Linked DNA regions of Gossypium hirsutum: region 2 is linked to region 1. The links are chromatin contacts, called in public Hi-C maps. All regions are on one chromosome and are shown on one strand. Each heading gives the region's core, a stretch centred on a gene start, on an enhancer-like site or on the middle of the called end of the contact. The rest is flanking DNA. Distances are from core to core; before and after follow the strand shown.

Region 1 (5,804 bases), core at 1,180-3,679:
TTATTTTCATTTTCGGGCTTTAAAATGGCTCAAAAACATAAATTCATTCTTTCGATCATTTTTTAGTAATCCATGTTCATTTGCAAATGTATCATTTCCCACTTTCATTTCCAATTCTATTTTGAGAAAACCACATTCATTTCCAAGTGATTCCATTTTTCCATCTCAGACAAAACCATAATCATTTCTGAATGTTTTCCATTCATTTATTTTTATTCATTCTGTTCATTTCAAGTTAAATATGCAATTCATTTCTGGTTTCAATGAGCTAGCGGAGAGACCGATTTGACATATGCAATTGAGCCTCGAATGATTTATAGTTAAGTATCAACTTTTCACCCTTTAATTATAAACTCATTTAGTCACGAGGTCATTCCACTCTAGTATCTTGATTGAGCTCTCCCCAACGCATACCATTACGCAAGCAACTCGATTAGTAATCGTCCAATGACTTTGTCATAAGTGTGTTACTCTCATAGGGTATCCTTAATCTCTTTGGGATAATATATGTTCTCCCAATATGATTATATTTTATCTCATTGTAACCATTACATCTTACTTCATGAAAAGTCAACCACTATCAAATAATGATCAAGTCATTCATCACAAAGATGAACGACCATTGTCCATGTTTACTTTTCATCAACCATGTAATGCCAATGAGAGGATATCATTTACCCATGTCTATAGAAGTCGTACACCTACTACATCATCTTTCAGTTCCTTATCTATTCGTACTCAAGTTTTTACTTACATCAAAGCGTATGAGTCACACATATATAGTCACACATACATAGTCTGTCATCCACTCAAGATTTAGGTATGTCACACTATAAACATTACAAGTGAATAAATCCATAAATGAAACGAAGATCTATTCTTCTTGGGTCCAGTCCGATGTATTTTCAATCCAGTTAGTCAGATCTATATCTCTATCTTTTGAGAGCCATCCGCTCTGATGCCCAAGATAAAACATCTCTCCAATTGGACTTGATAGATGACATATTAGTCTTTCAATTAGTTTACTCATTTTCGATTATACTAAGGACATGTTTAGGCCGTCTACTAATACAAGTTGTCTTTCTATATTACGATTTGATCACGTAATACTGCTTAATATTAGTTAAACATTAGACAACTAATGAACAACATTTGCTTCTATTTTTTTTCCATGCAAAAACCATGTGAGGACAATATACAAAGTATTAATGTAATTCATGAATAGTTTTATTAACCTATCTGTTCGGAAAATTTAGCCACCCAAGGACAATGATTAAGTAACTTTCTCGTTTCTAACTCAACCTCAAATTTAGCCACCCCAAGGACAACAACTATTTCAATTGGAAGGCTCATGGCTAAGACTACATCTTCCAAAGTTATTGTTTCTTCGCCATGTGAGAAGTTGAAAATAAGAGTATTTGATCTCCATATTTCCTCCAAAGTCACGAGCAACAATGATCATAACAAAATAAGAAGTATTTTGACCACCTTGAAAAAACCAACTACACCTAGACAATTTGTAGGTCGAGCGTGCTTTTCTTCCAGCATTAGATAATGTACATTACTTTGAATTTAGAGGTTTTATTCCTCAACGTAATAAGTATAGTTTAATATTAAAATAAAAAAATCAACGTTCTAAATTCAATATTAAAATTGGATTTTTTTTTTCTTAAGAAGTCAATAATAATGGGAGACATCTTTTTTTTTGGACAAATGTGTTTGCATATTTACCTAAAGAAAGTAGTGATTTGCCACAAAGGAATATAAATCTATTCAACAATTATATACTATAAATTTCTCAATCTCTAAGTCATTCTATAATAGAAGACAATTATGGGTGAGAGTTTAATCGAATTTAATAAAAAAAGTTTGAATTAATTGAGTTGACAAATCTTGTTTTATTAACTAAATTTAATTTAAATTTTTTAAAATTAAATTGAGTTATATTAAATTTAAATAAAGTTGAATTAAATATATTTAATTGAGTTAAATTAAAAAAATAAATAATCCAAAACTCTAACACGAGATAATTATTATATAATTTTTACTTGGGGGCCATTGGGGCGATGAAAACTTTGCCATGAAATTCAAAAAGAACTTGACCACCCATTGACATTGAGAGAATCTGAAAAATAAGTTTTGGATATAGAAAATACTATTTTAAAAAACTCATTTTTAATTAATTGAAATTAAAACAATGCTAATATGTGTCTTTCTTAACTACATTTGTCAAATTTCCATTGGCCGAAACTAGCAATTTCCGTAGGGTTGGGTAACGGAAGCCAAAAGTAGGAACCTAATTGGAGAAAAAAAAGGTTTGAGTACTACATTGAACTTCCAAGCTAAACTGAAGTAGCATTTAGTATATTATCCCTGTTCCTTAATCCTAAATCGTAATTAGCTTCCCTCGTACGCCTTTCCCGTTTCCTAACCTTGGCTGATAAAGTCACCGCCTTTATTATTTTTTGAGCCTGCGAAGGGAAACACTTCTCTTTTCAGTTCTTCCCCAAATCCTGCCACTCCTTCCATTTCATCCCTCTCTTTGATCTCAAAACAAATTCTCTAACTTTTAGGGTTTTTGAACTGCTCAAAAACCTATCGATAGTGTTTCTGCTCTATTAGCAATGGGGAAACGAAACAACATCGTCATATCCTCGTCAGACGATGAAGATTACGAGCCTTCTTCGAGGTTGACACGGAGCTACCAGAAGCCCAAATCCACGTCTTCTCTTACTCGTACGAATCCTAGTAGAGCCAAAAAGCCTCGTCTCCCGGGCTTTCGCTTAACCAAACAATCCAGCAATGTAGATGAGGTAAATACGTTCTGTTTTTATCATTATTAATTTCTTAAATGTCTTTTTCGCTCTTTTAAATGTATGTGTGTGTATATATATATATTAATCATTAAATTTGATGTTTAGTGCAGATGAGACTTGCTTTTAGAGATTTTGATGAAGTTTTGAATGGGTTCAAGGTTTCTGCTGGTATGCTGTGTATATTTCCTTCTTAACAAAATTTTTCATTAAAACATTTACTTTATGATTAATTGGAAATAGAATACGATCTAGGTTCTAGAAGGAGCAATCCAAAGGAATTGTGGGTTGATAAACATAAGCCTTCTTCTCTGGAAGAGCTTGCTGTTAACAAGAAAAAGGTGAGAGTCAGTATGCTATATACTGTCCATTTGAATATCTGTAATCTACTAATTCGCATTTTTTCCCTCTCTTGTTTGTTGCAGGTTGAAGAAGTCAAGTCATGGTTTGAGGAAAGATTGATGACTCCAAAGGTAATTTCATTATATTAAAGTGGGATGTTGTGATTGTTATCTATTGCTGATGTTGAATAAGCATCTCGTTATTATTATTCTTCAACTGGTCTGAGTAAGTTCATGTGTTTTTCTTTAGTATTTACAGGATGAGGTTGGCCGTAGTTCTGTTCTCATCCTCTCTGGGCAAGCTGGGGTTGGAAAATCTGTAGGTTGTCTTAGCAAAGCATAATTTTTCTACATTTTATACTAAGGCACTGTGTTGTTGCTATTTATCCATTTTATGACTTAATGGTAGGACTATAACAGCATTTACCTGCAAGTTTTACTTGAAAATCCTGCTTCTTGTGTGTAGGCCACTGTCCATTTGATTGCATCTAAGATTGGGGCTCAATTATGTGAATGGAACACACCTACTCCCACAATTTGGCAAGAACATGTTCATAACTCAAGTGCAGGTATTTAGGTGCATCTTTCATGACGAAGTTGGGCAGAATCTTTGTCAGGTTTGCTATACGAAAACAATGGTTTCAAAAAATAATTTTTTTGTTGGCCTGGATGCAAGGAATTTTAATTATTAGCTGCTGTGTACTGCTTCCCTTTTTAATAGTTACATTTGTCAACCAATTCGAGGTGAAATATAGAATTTAAAGTCTCAGATGTGAACCATAGTTCTAAAGGCTAGTTTTTCATACAAATTCCCAATTAACTAATTCTTGCTGATAATAATATTTGTGGTCCAGGGATGAAGTACACTTCTAAGTTGGATGAGTTTGAGAATTTTGTTGAAAGAGTGAGGAAGTATGGATTGATCTCTTCATCTTTGAATGGGAACTCAAAGTCTTCAATCATATTGGTGATTGATGATCTTCCTGTAACTAATGGAAGATCAGCTTTTGAAAGACTTCAGAGGTGCTTGGTTCTGCTTGTGAGATCGACAAGGGTACCAACAGCTATATTGGTCACTGACTATGGTAATGCAGATTCATCAGACCTCACTGCAAGATGGTTGGAAGAACTACAGTTGACACTTGAGAGTGCTGGGGCTAGTAAGGTTATGCTCACAAGAAAATTGGTATTAGGTTTATTATTTTTCCAGTGGTTGCTAATTTCTAGCTGGAAATTGCAGGTTGCTTTTAATCCTATAACAAATAATTCCATAAAGAAAACACTCTCTAGAATATGCAGACAGGAGCTATGTAATGTGGCTGCTGAAGAGATTGATTTGATTGCAAGAGCCAGTGGAGGTGACATCAGACATGCAATTACTTCTTTACAGCTCTTCTGTCTGAAACCAAATGTGGAACTTGATTTATCATCATCCAATTCTACTCCCAGTTGCCCAAAGAAAATGCAAATGTGCTCAATAAGTTCAGCGGTGGATTTTCTTCACAATATGGCAGAGATGAAACCCTGACACTTTTTCATGCATTGGGGAAATTCTTGCATAACAAAAGAGACACAGAAAATGTAGTTGCATTAGGTATTTCTTGACATATAATTTATTAATTGAAGTTCCCTTTTATGTGGGCTTGATTTATTATGAGAAAAGAACGGGGAATATTGAGGGTCCTCATGCCATGGAATGGCTAAAAATATGTCAGTCTCTACTATGTAGTACATTGTTCTGAATATATCTAAGTTATTTAACTCTGAACTTCGCCTTTTCTCCTAGACCAAAATGCATTTCGAGTAGGGGAGAAATTCTCAAGACTTCCTTTTAAAATGGATTCTCCAGAAAAGATACTCTGCCAAGCACATGGTCAATCAAGACCTATTACAGATTTTCTTCATGAAAATGGTAACTTTTTCTTGTCTTCAATTTGCTTATGCTATGAATAAGTTTTACAATTGTTCCTTGTCTTTGTTTGTGCGTGAGAGAGAAATAGGCAGAGGGATGGAGCAAAGTGTTGTGAGTTGTTTTCTGTCCGGTTTCTCTCATGCCTGATGCTACTGCTATCCAATTCCTGCAGTTCTAGATTTTGTGAGCGATGAGGCGATGGATGATGCATGGGCTGTGGCTTCATATCTTGGTGATGCTGATTTGCTTCTCGCTACCTCTCGAAGGACTTTAAATAGACATAGTGAGATAGAGAATGTTCTACAGTCTGCTGCTGCTTCAGTCGCAGTTCGTGGAGTTCTCTATGGAAATTTTCATCCATCACCTTCAAGGTTCTATTTTCATGCTTTAGTTTAGTCCAAAGATCCACAACATTTGCACTTTGCATTAGGGAATCACATCTTATGAAAATGTGCTATTATACCAGATGGCATGCTATTCGCAAACCAAAGCTTTGGCAGATAGAGCAATCATCATCTCACAATCAGGTGGGTTTGATGTTGTTAGTTCCCATAGTTGTAGTAATTATGAATTTACGTTTGAAGGCCATTCAGTAAAAAAAAAGTCTGGACAATGCAGAATGAGATGCTAAGGCAGAGGTTTATGGAAGATGGTGGATCGTCAAGCTTTTCCGAAGTATCGGTTATAGCTACAGAGTATAGACCCGTGTTAAAATGGGTTGGTTACAGAAAAGCCAGA
Region 2 (5,804 bases), core at 1,650-4,149, 200 kb before region 1:
AATTTAATTGAATAGGAAATTAAAGTCCAATCAATTTGATCTTCAATTTAATTTTTAAAACATTAATAAATTTAAGTTTATTGATATATCATCTTTAATATTAAATATTATTTTTTAATTTTTTCTTGATTAAAAATAATACGGGATCAGATAAGGATTAGTTTAAATAAACACAAAGACTATTGATATCTTACTTGACTCAAACTTAACCGAATTTGATTCATGATATATAAATTGTCATTTCTCTTATTTATAGATACCTAATATCATGATTGTAAAGAGAAGTCATGAAACCCTGCATAGCAGTAAAGTATAATTTGATTAAAATATACTATACCTTACAAGTTAATCTTGGTTTTTGTTATTTACAAATACATACAAATATGTATATATATATGTGTGTGGTTGTGTCATTTACAAACACGTACAAATATGTACATGTGTGTATTTTAAGGTTTTTCTCCTTTTACAAATTTTAAAATGAGCTGCAAATCAAGAGGATGGGAAAAGAGGGCCAGTGGCAGTCCTGAAAAGCCTCCCTCTTTTAAATTGAATGTTGTTTAGCTTTTGTTGGCACCAATTGAGTTGAGAAGTGGATACAATTGACATCTGCAATACTCTCGATATCAACTGCATCTCTATCATTGCAAACACCATTGTCTCTTTCTGGGACTCTTCCATAGGTTTCACAACTTTGTTAAACCAGCACTTTCGTTTCCCTTGTAAATCTTTCAACCATAGTTCCTTCTGCTTCAAACATGAAAATATAATCATTATTTCATATCATCATTCCACTTTTTGAACTCTTCTAAATATGCAGTCCTTAGTTTTCCTCCTAACCAACATGTCACTATACCCATCTATGGATTGGGTTATCAACCTAAGTGTGAAGGTCCATACAGTATTTGTCCACTTATGAACAGTTCTAACCGCAAAGAATTCCGTCCCTGAATACTTCTTTACCTTTGCAAGTGTAGTGGTTAGGTCAGCCAGCAGATGTAAATCTCTTGGATCCTCCATTGGAGGATAAGTCCATAATGAAGTCTTGAATTTCCACCAACTCTTAGTCCTGTCAGTGGTTATAAATTTTCCAAAAGCATTTATACATTTCTCTATTGCCTTCAACACCGCTTTTGCATCCACTGTTTCCCCTTTATTCCCATCTTTTTCTTCCTCCAAAAACCCTGTAAGAATGATCAGATTGAGGCTAAATTTCTTAATTATATAGAAGAGACATAATCTTTCCAATGAAGCTGTTAAACTTTGCATCTCAATCTTGTTAAAAATAAATAATAAGATCCATATCTCAGATCATGTCGTACTAAACTTATGCAAATATAAATGATCTTAATATTATATTTAAACTGCATTTTTCTATGGCTGATAAGTACCTTCGTGGACTTTCATTTTAATACATTTCTCTAAGGCCATATCAGTAAGCACAGTCTTTCTCTTTCCAAGTTGAAAAGTCAAGTTAGAATTTAATACTAATATGTTTAAACATCCTTATATATTAATGCATATTTGTGTTATTTTTTTGTGTAATATTTTAGTTATATATATTTTTTGTGTTGTGTTTATAATCTGTTAGCTAGTATTGTTAATCCCATACTGTATAATAATAGAAATGAAGATTAACTATTAAAAGAAATACCTGTGAGTTTAGGAACTTGAAGAAGGGTCTTGGAAGCTAATCTTGCTTGAACATAATTCCAAGCTCTCTTTCCCTTATAAACATACCTTTCTTCTTCCAAAAATCTTTCTAGCAATACTTGGAAGTTTTGGAAATCCTTTGCCCAATTATCAGCAAACAAGCAGTTGGTCAAGCTCAGGAACTTGACCTTTCTGTATTGATGGTGCAGGGCCTCCCATGTCAAGCATGATTGACCCACATAAACCAACTCAAAATCACTTTGTAAACTTCTCAAAAGCTTCTTTTTATCCTGCTTGCTCCATGATATGTAGGGGATTGTCAAATCCTTCACCTTGATGTTCTCCAATGAACTTGGGATCCCCACTTCCACGTTCAAGATTGCACCTAAAAGTAACCAATCAATGAGTACAATAAGATTGCACATAAAAGTAACCAATCAAAGAAAAATACTCACTTATTCCCTGAGTCCTGTCATGGTTTAAAATATCAAACCATCTCATTCTTTCATAATATTTCTTGTAAAAACCTTCTGATTCATCCTCATCTCTTGCTGTGGTTATTACCTCCCTCTCCAGAACTTGAGAACTAGAGCTGCAAGCTGGTAATGAACATTCTTGCATCAATGGTGTGCTCAAGGAACTAAACAACGGTGAATATTCATTCAAATATGATTCATCCATGGATGGAGAAATGCAGAAGGAAGATGAACATTCATATGCGCTCAAGTCCTTTTGAAGATAATAAAAGCTCCAGTCTTCCATATTCGAAGACTCTCTTCCAGGAAGAATTTCATGGTTATCTTCACAGCCATTAGCCTCTACAAATTCAGTCTTCCATGCATCGGATGGCATGCTTGAACAAATGCATAAGCTGATGAGCTGATTTTGACTAATATTATCAGCAGCTTCCAAGATCAACACTTGTTTTGAATCAACCTCTTTAGCTCTAATAAAAGAGAAGATATAGACGACACAATATCTACAAAATTTATCAACATAAAAAACCAAAAAGTAGATGACTCTAAAAGGATAACTCAACAAAGCTAAAATGCATCTTTTCAGCCATTTGAGACACAGAAAAACTTGGCAAGCACAAAGAAAAAAAGGGTGGATATAGAAGCTCAAATAAAACCATTTGAGAAAATATCCAGGAGGGATGACTATAGATTCAATAATAAGCCAACAAGAAGTAAGGAAAGCCATGCTCAAGTCAGGTTTCAAGATTCATCACTTGATTTGGGGTGTGGGGGATTTTGGCAGTTAATTTAACTTGGTGGGGGGCCAAGATAGATGTCCTTGACCACATAGCATAACTTGGTTGGCAAGCTGCTTGAGTTTAGTTTAGTTTAGTTTAGTTTTTTTTTTTTAATTTGAGTAAGTTATTATAGAATCAAACTCGTCCTTAAACAACTCAAATTATGTAATAATCCGAATTTAATTATCTTAATACCATACTTGAAAAAACGAAAAAATCTTAATCTCAAACGTAAACAATTAGAATTTACATATTTTTTTAATAAATAAAGGAATTCAACTGATATTAATTATATTTTAAATTAAATTCAATTGAAGGCTGCAAATCCCCCAAACATGAATTGGAATCCTTTTTACTCTTTAAACTGAGTTGACAAATAAGGAAATAACATGGAAAGAGCCATATTGGAATTTTTTGTTCCAGATATTTAAAAAATAAGAGAGTAGTTTCATGGGTCAGCAATTCTCACTTTCTTTGTCATTTCAAGAGAGAGAAGCTTGGATTATAATATACTTTTTCTATATCTTGACTAACTTTTTAGTTAATTGCATGAAAATATGCCTTATTCCTACATGAACCCCATCAATTTTTTCCTTCAAAATTTCACAAAAGATTTCAGACTTTAATCCATTTTATATAATTATTGATAAAAAATTTTAATCTTATAAACGAGATTGAAATTTTATTATGTATCTTTCAATTTTATTTAAAACTTTAAAATTAATAAATAAAACATATAGTAAACTCTTCTTTACCAAATAATTACTTTATTTTTACTTTCTCAAGATCACTTGCTTTTCCACAAAGATGAAAAGGACGTGTGGAACTTAAATGAAAATGGGCCCCAAGACCAAGAGTATTGGAAATTTAATACAAGTGAAGCATCTTGACTTTTTCAATCATCATCTCTAACCTCACCCATTACCCATTGGATAACCATTAACATGTCAATGGGGTTTCCACCTAATCTAGTTAACTACTAGTTTTTTTCAAAATTTATGTTTATTTTAGATTATATTTTAATTACTTATATTTTAAATGTTATATTTTACTCATTTTCATTAACATGTTGTAACATTTGTCATTATGCCGTTAATTGTCATTAACAATGTAATTATAAGTTGACGTGACACGTTAAATCATCATTTAAGCAAAAATTTTAGATTGAATTATACAATTGTTTCCCATAATTTTTTTCATTTTGAGCAATTTAAATTTTTTTCTTTTATGTTATTTTAACTTTTTTTTCTTCATTTTTCATTTTTTTTACTTCTCCCTCTATTTTCCTCCTTTCCCCATCTCTTTTAATGTAGTTTTTCTATATTTTACATTTGTTAAAACTTTATTATGTTTATGAAAAAAGAAAAAGTGAAAACTAAAACCAAAATAAAACTTGTTTCACATATTCTCACCCTATAATTACAAAACCTCATCATTTATTATCACTTTAACGAACCACTTCTAATCTTTCAATGACCTAGTCCACAAGCTCGCCTCACTCGAAGAACTTGCTAGTCGTGGCTGATGGCAGTCCACCATCAACAAAGTTTCCTGAACCCATTCCCTTAACCTCTTAACCAACCCCTACTACCACCTTATTTTCTAACCTACAACATTCTCACCTTTTCGAAGCTACGTTGTTTCATGGATTTTTCAAACAAACTCTACACTTTTAATGACTAAAATGATCACCATACAAAACTTACCCATGCTCGACTTTCAATCAAGCTTGCTTGGGAATATCCAAGAAGATTTAGATCAATTTTATCGTTTGCTTAATTTTATTCGACAGAAAAGAAAAGAAAAGAAAAGGAATAATCTACATGATTTTATAAAAGTTTGGAAACGGAAAAACTTTGTTTTGAATATAAAGAATTCAATTTATGTTTAGATTTGAATAAGGATATGAATTTTTTATATTAATTAGTTAGATCCAATTTTAGTTTCAAAATTAGGTTATATTCAAATCGAGATTTGATTAAAAACTATTGATATTTGATTTTGAGTGAAAATTTAATTTAGGAATCATGTGAAAAAAATAAGGACTTGGTTTATTTGATAAGCAAATATTATGTTTCTGTAGTGAAAAATATGAGAAAATGGAAAAATAAAAAGAAATAAAGAGATAAAAAGAAAATCAATTGTTTAAAAAAATAAAAGTATAGGGACTAGTTTTAACAAATAGAAAACATAGAAAAACTACGTTAAAATAAATGGAGAAGGGAGGAAAACAGAAGGAGAAAGAGAAGAGAATGGAAAATAAAAAAAAAAGGGGAAAGTTTAAAGAATATAAAAAAAATTAAATTGCTCAAAATGAAAAAAAGGATCAATTGTATAATTAACCGAAAATTTTTATTTGAAATAACCTTACCGTTAATGACGATTAACGCTCAGTAAATAAAATGTTACAACACGATAACGCAAGTGGCTAAAACGTAACATTTCAAACATAAGTGACTAAAATGTAACCTGAAACAAACAAAAGTGATTATTTTGATAATTTACCCCAAATTTAATTTTTTTTTTTGAGAAAAGTCTGGTATGCTTTCATTAAGTAAATAGAAATCCACATACAATGAAAAACAAATCAAATAAAAGAGAAAAAGGCCGAGGCCAAAAAGCATAAAACAAAACTCCTAAACAATAATCAAAATACCTAACAAACCCTAAAAATCAACAGCCAGTCTTCATTCATTTGACGAATCCATTTCTTTTTTCACATTTTCTGCATTTCATTTCTAGAGAGATTCGTTTAACAAACCAAGAAAACAATGACTCAGATATCCCTTCAGAGAGAGAATTTATTCCCAAAATAGTTACTCTGGTGTGTGAGCAAATTAAGTCAGATACCGTTATTGTCAAAACATTTCTTTTCCCCAATCTTCAAATGACTCAA

The links. Hi-C and Micro-C count contacts between places; a contact is called where the count stands out from the background.
Region 2: a contact with region 1 is called in a Hi-C map of leaf, with 3 times the contacts expected there. The contact joins the promoter of LOC107897592 here to the promoter of LOC107897600 in region 1. A contact is called at or near these places in 2 of 34 Hi-C or Micro-C datasets (both in leaf).

The regions. Positions count from the first base shown.
Region 1 is chrA10:20,228,440-20,234,243 of Gossypium_hirsutum_v2.1, reverse strand. It overlaps LOC107897600 (cell cycle checkpoint protein RAD17), which reads left to right and starts at 2,429. Exons shown (of 13, transcript XM_016823098.2): 1 at 2,429-2,813; 2 at 2,927-2,984; 3 at 3,069-3,154; 4 at 3,239-3,286; 5 at 3,414-3,473; 6 at 3,621-3,723; 7 at 4,009-4,319; 8 at 4,395-4,605; 9 at 4,608-4,748; 10 at 4,941-5,066; 11 at 5,239-5,437; 12 at 5,533-5,593; 13 at 5,685-5,804. The coding sequence starts at 2,625.
Region 2 is chrA10:20,427,110-20,432,913 of Gossypium_hirsutum_v2.1, reverse strand. LOC107897592 reads right to left here and starts at 2,899. Exons shown (of 4, transcript XM_041078956.1): 1 at 2,109-2,899; 2 at 1,655-2,038; 3 at 964-1,184; 4 at 301-747. The coding sequence starts at 2,856. The coding sequence ends at 493. It overlaps LOC107897593 (a long non-coding RNA gene), which reads left to right and starts at 5,486. Exons shown (of 2, transcript XR_001684211.2): 1 at 5,486-5,804.